Linked DNA regions of Sus scrofa: region 2 is linked to region 1. A link is a contact called in public promoter capture Hi-C data. All regions are on one chromosome and are shown on one strand. The core of a region is the stretch at or near the end of the contact, and the rest is flanking DNA. Distances in the headings are between cores, read along the strand shown. Region 1 holds the start of YES1 (tyrosine-protein kinase Yes). Region 2 holds the start of CLUL1 (clusterin-like protein 1).

What was found. Promoter capture Hi-C pulls out the DNA fragments that hold promoters and counts their contacts.
Region 2: a promoter capture Hi-C map of fetal liver shows a contact between it and region 1, with 2.7 times the contacts expected there. The contact joins the promoter of CLUL1 here to the promoter of YES1 in region 1. A contact is called at or near these places in 3 of 5 promoter capture datasets (fetal liver, fetal skeletal muscle and liver) and 2 of 47 Hi-C or Micro-C datasets (embryonic fibroblasts and liver).

What each region holds. Positions count from the first base shown.
Region 1 is chr6:105,504,713-105,509,726 of Sscrofa11.1, reverse strand. It overlaps YES1 (tyrosine-protein kinase Yes), which reads right to left and starts at 3,643. Exons shown (of 12, transcript XM_021096152.1): 1 at 3,411-3,643.
Region 2 is chr6:105,705,197-105,709,743 of Sscrofa11.1, reverse strand. CLUL1 (clusterin-like protein 1) reads left to right here and starts at 2,421. Exons shown (of 8, transcript XM_021097608.1): 1 at 2,421-2,526; 2 at 3,921-4,069. The coding sequence starts at 2,421.

The sequences.
Region 1 (5,014 bases), core at 2,394-4,893:
CCTCTGAGTTTAGACAGGAGCTGGATGGATCATAATCACCCAGCAGCTGCAGCTGAGCAATAGGCAGCCTAATTGTGGCGCTGGAGCAGCTGAGAGGAAGAAAAGAGCTAATACGTACCCCGCCACGGCCACACAAACTGCCACACACACTACCAATGAGATACCAAGATACTTTAACAGAAACAGATGATTTCCTTTAAAGAAAAGCAGTTTCACCTCGCTAGAAGAACTTGCATTTGTATTACAGACCTGTTTAAATGTGAACTGAAGGTGACCTAAGCCATGTAGGTTTCTGAACAATGGAAGATCTTAACTAAAACTTCCTGTAAATATTCACACAACAAAGCCAGGGCCACAAACATCACCTTTATAACATGACTGAAAGTTCCTGCAGTGTAAGAATTTGGCACATAATGATCTCTTCTTCAACTCTACAACAATGCAAAGCAACATCAACAACTAAAACAGCAAGCCATTACATAAAGCAAGTAAAGTAGCATAAGGCAATGATTCACAGCATTTTTGTCACTTGAAACAAAACATACTATTCCTTTAGGTACACAAAAACTTATTTTATGCTGAGAACTTTAAGATACCCTTAAGAATATCAAAACACAGGCTGCAATTATTGACCTGAACAATTACTGTGTCAGGAAACTGAAAACAAATGAAAGAATTACTACTCTGATGCCACAGTTAAGTTGTAGGTTTTAACTGTCATGTTACCATACACAATCTTCAGAAAAATAGGGGATATTTTATACTTGATGACAGAACAGTGTCCACTAGTTTAATAAACATTTTTTGATTACCATTTGTCACAACATACAAAAATTGAAATTAAAGTTAGTAAAACCTGGAGTCTTCCCTCAAAATATTAACATAATTAACATGCTATTCACATGTGAAAGTAGTTACATACACTAACTACTGGCATATGCTAGTTGTGATTTAACAGGTCTAATCCTGTTTGCAAAGGGCAGCTCAGGCAGTGTTCTTAAGTCAGTCACCAAATATTAAGTCCTTTAGTGGAAGAACCTTACAAAGTACATTACACATAGGCGTCTTGAAGGGGGGGGGGGCAGTTTCATATAAACTAAACTACAGACACAGAAAGGCACTCAGAATAAACATACGGCTTAATGAATTACACACGAAAGCCAACACCCTTGCAACCACCATCAGGTAGAACTTTGCCACCACTTCAGGAGCCAGGTCCCAATCACAACTTCCTCCTTCCTCTCTTATCAGTACTTTTTACAGAAATCACTTCCTTGCAGATTCTTAAAAAATACATAGCTTTATCACCCAAGTTTGCATTCCTGGACCTCAAACCTTAATACCGCTCTCTTTAAAAGTTTTTTATAAAAAGAAATAGTACCAAAATTTTTTTATATTAGGCTCTTTTTAAATATAATGCTAATAGGAACTAATGATATCTATGCTAAACAGAATCACTAGGTTAAGAGCTAAATATATTAAGAAAAATTACTCACATTAATAAACTATTTACTGCCTAAAAAGATGCAAATTGCAACTCTACATAAACAAGTCTTACACCATGTGTTGGTAATATTTCATTACAATGGGTCATTACTATTCCTTTAGGATATTTATTCTTTTAATGTTACATAACATGAAGGAGATTGATTTGCATAGACGATTATTTTTCAATTTGAGGATTTACTGATTAAAAAAAAAAAAAACTTGAACCATACATTAATATTATACATCAGCTGTAAGACAAATTCCACCTATCCCAGAAGATAGGTCAAAGCTGTAATTTCACTTTTGGTTGAACAGAAAGGAGTCAATTTTGTGGTTTATGAAGTCAGCAAAAGCATACTGCAAAATTAAAGCTATTATAACATTATGGTGGTTACAGCAGAATACATATTTTAAGAGCGCTTTCATATTTTATCCTGGAAACATAGATATGAACTGTACTGTCTTGTACTTGGAATCAGATCGCAGTCTTTTTTTTTCTCCCCAAGTTTAGGAACCAATGAATTTTCAACCAGCATTCAAAATCTCCACTGAGGTTTAGCTAATGTCCAAAAATTAAAGTACAATTAAACTTCCTTTTATTAAAGGGTCAGCTATGGCAGGGGTCTAGAGTATTAACAAAACAGAAATATGGTTTACTGACATACAATATAGACCAATATATGAAAATCATGTGACACATACAAGATCCTTGGCTTCTAATACAAGACACTCCATTACCTGTCCATTCAAAATGTTGTTTCCTGTCCACTGTGTGCCAACCATTGTGCTAGCTAAGATATTAGATTTGCCACATACTTTCTTTGCTTTAAATGCACACTTACATGTACATATATAGTAATATTTTCCTCCTCATGTAATTTAACTATAAACATTTAACAGGATGGTTTAAACACACTAGAATTATCAAGATAACTTTGGTACTGCAATCCTGCAGCTGCAATACACGAATATACTACAATCACATATAGGTATATGTGAAATCATCTATGTGAACACACATACCAGTGGAAACTATGTATGTTCCCATGATAATGGCATGAACATAAAGTTTTATTCGAATGGAGACTCAACTTTTCATTTCTTTAATAATTTATGAATTGTCATTCCATGCCTGTTTTAATTAAGCAGAAAATAATTCAACCACCACACAGCAAAAATTAAAGCGGTCTCTACATCGGACTTGATTTTCGAAGAGCTTCTTAAAACAACGCTGCCCCATGTCCAATGAAGCAAAAGCGGAAAGCAATTACCAAAAAGAAAAACATATTAAAAACAAAATTTTCTTTAACACATGCGGACAGAGAACCGAACCAAATGGGAGGCAGAACTGCAAAACAATGTAAAAGTGCCCGCAGAACGGCATATTTCCCAACCCCCAACCCAAAACAAAGGAAAACTTTAACATGTTGCGGTTTTCAATCAAACCAAGTGCAGCGAGAGGCTCACCCACTCGCTCCCCCCAACCACGCCCGCTCTCCCGGCACAGTTGCCACCCGGCGTCCGCCAACGCGCAGACCCCCGACCCCTGGGTCGGAAAGAGGCCACAGCCCTCACCCCTAACTTCGGCCAAAATAAACCTCGCTGCCCCCTTGGCCGACGGCCCGCACGACCTTATAGACGCTTGTGCGGATGTCCCAGCGCAGCGAGGACCTTAGGGCGGACTAGGGCGGGATGGAGAAGGGCTGGACGGGGCGGAGACCCAGGCTGGGGGCAAGCAGGTAGCGCCGGGAAGGAGACACACCCGCCGGGCTAGCGGGGCCGGGGGAGGGGAGAAGTTTCTCCCCAACTTCCCGACTCGGAGCGGGCGGGGGCGGGGAGCAGCGGCGCCTCCGGGCGCCGGGGCCTACTGCTGTGGGCCGGGGTCGGCCACCTCCCCCCGCGGGGCCCCGAAAGGTCCTTACCTGCCCTCCAGCTGCGCTCGCATGAGTCGCCGCGACGGCGGGGAGGGCTGGCGGGGAGGGGGCGGCGGGCGGAGGCGAGGCCCGCGGGGCCCTCTCCCTCCTCCACCTCCTCGTCCCAGGCGCCCGGCGGCAGGAACGATTGCACAGCCAGCGGAGGACTCGCTACTTCAGGAGGAGGGAATTCCCGGGCTCTCCCACCCCTCGGCCTCACGCTCCGCCTCCTCCCCGTGCGGGGCCCGCCCTCACTCCAGGCTCCGCCCCCTGCGCGGGGGCGGGGGCGAGGACTACCTGCGCTGCCGACCGGTCACCGGAACTCGCGCGGCGCGGAGCTCCAGCGACCCCGCCTTCCGGCCTCCGCACGCGCCCCTCCTGGGCTGTTGGCCGCCCTCCGGCGGTCGGGGTCAGCGGCGAGTCCGAGTTACTTCTCCCGACCCAACATGGCGGCGGGGTCCGGGGCGGATTCCCGAGGCGGCGCAGGCTAAGGGGGCGTGAGGAGGAGGCGCTTCTCCACGAGGAGCGCAGTACCACAGCGCCCCCTCCCCACCCGCGGACCTTGTGGCCGCCCGCTCGGCTGCGGCGGGAGATGGAGCGGGAGTTCGCTTCCACCCCGTCGTAGTTTCCCCTTATCTTCGCCAGGCTCTCTGTAGTTGCCGGGGGCTTTGTCTTTGCGGGGTAGGCACGGGGGAGGGGGGAAATGGTGAGTTGGGTGCTTGCCCCTCAGCGCTATGCTTCCGCACCCTTTGTCGTTGGTAGTAAAATCTCAGCCAGCCGCGTGAGCCAGAGGGGCGTTACTAACACCCTCATCACGGTCCTGACTGCCGTCCAAAAAACGTTCGCGTCTGGCCTCCTTCCGATCCAGGGATCCTGTCCCAGCCCCAGGAGCTTCCTGTTGACTATTGGTCGAACCAGCCTTGCGGAGAGAGGGAACCCAAGCCGAGTTCTGTTGGCGACTCTCCCAGTAATGGTGGCTTTGGCTTGTTTTAGGAGACCGTATTCTTAGGCGATCGTGGCAAGATCCCAACGAAGGAACTGGACAGGTATTGTCCTGTTCGACAGTTGTGGAAACTGAGACTGCCACCCCGACGAACGCGGAGCAGCCCCAACTGGAATCCTGCTCACCTGCATCCAAGCACCTTTTCCTACTGGCCTTGTAGTGAGTCGCCGATGGAGAAGAAAAGGAGAGGGTCCCGAAGAAGCTGAGATTAAAAGTGAGGGTCAGGGAGTTCCCGTTGTGGTGCAGTGGTTAACGAATCCGACTAGGAACCATGAGGTTGCGGGTTCGGTCCCTGCCCTTGCTCAGTGGCTTAACGATCCGGCGTTGCCGTGAGCTGTGGTGTAGGTTGCAGATGCGGCTCGGATCCCGCATTGCTGTGGCTCTGGCGTAGGCCGGTGGCTGCAGCTCTGATCAGACCCCTAGCCTGGGAACCTCCATATGCCGCGGGAGCGGCCCAAAGAAATAGCAAAAAGCCAAAAAAAAAAAAAAAACAAAAAAAACTGAGGGTCACTCAGTGTCTGAAAGGGCTGAATCCTCTGCTAAAATCACTTCTGCCCTCTCAGACTCAGATTAACTTCCTCTTCGTATTTCCTCTTTGGTGGGATTATCA
Region 2 (4,547 bases), core at 1,172-3,671, 200 kb before region 1:
AGTTGCTCAAAAGTGACACTGGGCTACTTAAATAATAGCTCAAGCTTTGCTTTGAGCTGATCTGTTTTCCAGCAGAGAATTAGCAGGCAGTCAAGACAGCTGAAATGGGGTGTAGGCAAGAGCATGTCCTATAATTGCCCATCTGGGTGCCCAAGCTGAGCAGAGATAAACTGCAGGCTGCAGGTTGCTCAAACACAAGGACCAACTTCTAAGGGCCCCTGAATATCAGGTGAAGCAGTTCAGAACAGTCGGTGTGACCTGCTTAGAAAGCACCAGGGATAATAAGTATTAATTGGCTAATCTCTCAAAAGTTGCCCAGGGGCCCCAAGGCAGTCTTGAGATTTCAGTAGCCAGAAACCCAGACTCTCCCTGGCTATGGTAACTCTCAACAAATCAGTCTCTGAATTTGCAGTTCAATGAATCAGTTACCAAATTGTGGTGAAATAGCTATTACACTGCTAGATTGTATCACTTTAGCTAGTTAAATGTGCTTGCATATATTTTTTAAATGCCAAACAACTATGTAAATAATCTTCAAATTGTTGTTGTTGTTGTTGTTGTTTTCAGGGTTGCCCCCCAAAGCATATGGGGTTCTCAGGCTAGGAGTCAAATTGGAGCTATAGCTGCCAGCCCTACACCATAGCCACAGCAACATCAGACCTGAGCCACATCTTCAGACCTACACCACAGCTCATGGCAACATCAGGTCTTTACCCACCGAGTGAGGCCAGAGATTGAACCTGCATCCTCATGGATGCTAGTCAGATTTGTTTCCGCTGAGCCACCATGGGAACTCCTCAAATTGTTTTTTATTGAAGAGTTTATTTACTCTATTTCATATTTCTGCTTATATTTCCAATTAAAGGAATTTATTTGGCCTATATAAAAACATACATGTAATACTTTTTTTTTTTTTTTTTTTTTTTTTTTTTGACTGTCCCTCGGTATATGGAGCTCCTGACCCAGGGATCAGTTTCAAGCTATAGTTGCAACCCACTCCACAGCTACAGCAGCGCCTGATCCTTTAATCCACTGTGCTGGGCCGGGGATCGAATCTACATTCTGGCACTGCAGCTACACCACCGATCCCATTGCACCACAGTGAAACTCCAGTACAATTCAAATTAAAATAAATTTTTTAAGGCTTTAATGTCTATCAAAACATACTTGTGTCTGTTCACTATGGCAGCACATATACTAAACTTGGGATCATATAGAGAAGATTAGCATGGTTCCTGCGCAAGGATGACTGGCAAATTTGGCGAAGCGTTCCACATTTAAAAAAAAAAAAAATTTTGCGTGTTTAAAGTATCTCAAGGTCATTGTTCCTGATCGTGTAGACAGCCCGCCCTCTAGTGTTTCTTTCTAAACCCTACCACATTTTAAACCATACTCTTAATCTCAAAATGTTAGGTTAATAGGATTAAGAACTGTGTCATCAAATTAATAGAACAAGGGTAAATCCCTGACACAGATGAAAATTAAATCAGAGAAAGGTGAGGGTCCTTCCAGAAGCTGGTGGAAAATTCACTGGGGGAGAGCCTGCAAAGTTAGTGGTAAATATATTAAAATTTCATCTGGTAAATAGAGTCTTAATAGAAAGAGAAGAATTAGTCCAAATGGTAAATGTAGATGTAAAATGTGATAGCTTTGTAACTACTGGTATTTTTAAAAGACATTCCAAGTGTTGGTTAAATAATGGAGCATTTTTTTCCCCAAAATAATGAATATACATAAAGCAGATAAACATCCTCTTTGGGAAGAGACAAGATAATCTAACTTATTTTACAGATACAACTTTATTAAAGCATGCATTGTTATTTGGAATGTTTACAGCTAATGTATATAAAATTAGATTTAAAAGAAAATTGATTACCTGAGAAGAAAGAAAATTTAACTCTGCCTGTTTCGGGTATCTTGATGAGTTTTATAAGATGTATCAGAAAAATCTGAGGCTGTTTCTGCTTTCATTAAAAAATAAGTAGTAAACCATCTAGGTAAAAACTTAATTAAGGACTCAGAATTTTGGAGAAAAAGCAATCTGCCAACATATTTTAATTAATTAATTCTGTGTTTGGAGATGTTTGCTATTGATAAGGAAAGAAAGTGAAATTTGGCTTCTATGGGGCTGTGATCCACACTATTGGTTGCCTTAAATTTCAAAAGCTTCAGATGATGGTCTTATTTAACTGTTAGGAAAAATGTAAACAAAATAGTGCTTGTGTTGTCTTTTTTTTTAATGTATTTAGATTTCAAGTCTCCTTTTGTCTCAGCCATATTAGCATACATTGTCTCAAGTCATAAAGAAAAATTGACAGAAAAACACTTTGGATCACCATGTGTTTTCAATTGCTGCCACAAGAAACTAACTTAAGCCATTTGATGCAGGTTTATTTTTCCTTTGCAGTAACTGTGGAACCATGAAGCTGCCACTCCTGGTGTTTATTGTGTATCTGCTGTGGTTGAAAGATTGTCACTGTGCACCTATTTGGGAGGACAAAACTGCCATCCGTGGAAACCTGAAGGGTAAGTTTTGGTTTCTTTATCTGCACTGTGTCCTGTGTGCCTGTTTGCACGTCCTACTGGCATTTACGGTGATTTACAGTTGAGAGATAACTGTGTTTAGGACTCCCTCTAGTTTCACGGTGAGCCATTCTCCAGGCACTTAAGCCAAGTAGACACGACGCCCAACATCTGGATAAAAATAGAACATTCCAATGGCTATCGCATAGCCAGATGTTTGCTATCACGGAGATAAAACTTGCCAACGTTTCGGCAGCATTGCTTGGTCTCATCCAGATGTTTGGTGTCTTCTGAGCACAGTTTTTAATGAACAGTGAAATTCTTTTCAAGCATTTGAAAAATTTAAACAATTAAAGTAATCCATGCCATTAGTCTTGAGACAGTGAAAGAATAGGTTGTAACGACATTGAATCCGGTTGGTCTGTGCTCATTAATGTGTGGCCTTTGCTTGATGGATGCTTTGGGTACCTAACACTTAGAAATAGTGAGTTTAAGTGTTCCTCTTGGGGATCTATATAATTAAATTTGGAGGCAAGATTAAGCTTCTTTGGTGGCCACATTGGCTATTGTGAAGAGACAATGGCAATGAATTTCATACGCACTAAATGCTTATTAAAAGGGTGTAAGAGATGTCCAGTAGGTTATTAAAGAATCTTGTATTATATGAGATACTTTTAGATTTGATGCCTCCAGGGAAGGTAACTGAAGCTGAAAGAAAGGGAAAGTGTTCAATGTGTTTGAGGCTCCCAGTTGGGCATTTAATATAAATTGTCTGTGAAGAAAATTCAACATTTTCTCTAATCTAAACACACTTGGGTTTTAAAGGAAAGGAAAAAAAACTCGATAAATGAAAACAGGCTCTGAGGAAAATGATAAGAATGGGGTTAAATTGACTCTGACTTGGCTAGAAGCTCTTAAGTGAGGAACAGAAGGTATTATTGGGTGGTAGTCGAGTCCGTGTAGCAGCTGAGATCTGAATTATGGTGATCTGCTTTCAGAGTTTGATGCTATTAAAAAAAAAAATTAAGGAGTTCACGTCGTGGCTCAGCGGTTAGTGAACCCAACTAGCATCCATGAGGATGCGGGTTCGATCCCTGGCCTCACTCAGTGGGTTAAGGATCTGGCGTTGCTGTGAGCTGTGGTGTAGGTTGCAGATGAAGCTCTGATTGAGTATTGCTGTGGCTATGGTGTAGGCTGGCAGCTACAGCTCTGATTGGACCCCTAGCCTGGGAACCTCTATATGTCCATGGTGTGACACTAAAAAGACAAAAAAAAAAAAAAAAAAAATTAAGCCTCTGTTGGGAGGATTGTGAAAAATTAGTGAATTCCTTGTTTTCTGATGCAATGTAATCTGATCGGATCTCAAAGGAAAAAAAACCTACAACATAACCTTTTAGGTTTTTCTGAGGCTGGGGAGATAGATATAGATGAAGAGGTGAAGAAGGCTTTGATTGGCATGAAGCAGATGAAAATCCTGATGGAAAGAAGAGAGGAGGAACACAGCAGCCTAATGAGAACCCTGAAGAAATGCAGAGAGGAAAAGCAGGTACGATCCCTGAAATCATACCTGTTCTTCAACATGCACAGACCAGGAATAGTGCGTGTCTGAGTGCAGTGGAGGAATTACGTATTTACCATGATCATAGATTTTCTGGAAAGCAGCGCTTAATGGAGGAAGAATTTGTAGGATATTTCAAATTTCTTCAAAGAACATATTCCTCGTGGAATAGGCCTTCGAAAAACTCCCAACTTGAGAATTTGGGGACTTCGGTTGTTTGAGAAGTGCTGCTTTCTTTTTATTTGTTTTTGTTTTTAAGGGCTGCAGGTGCAGCATATGGAAGTTACCAGCCTAGGGGTTGAATCAGAGCTGCAGCTGCCAGCCTACATACGCCACAGCCACAGCAATGTGGAATCCGAGCTATATCTGCGAACTACACCACAGCTCAAGTCAACGCTGGATCCTTAACTCACTGAGTGAGGCCAAGGATCAAACCCAAATCCTCCTGGATACTAGTGGGGTTTGT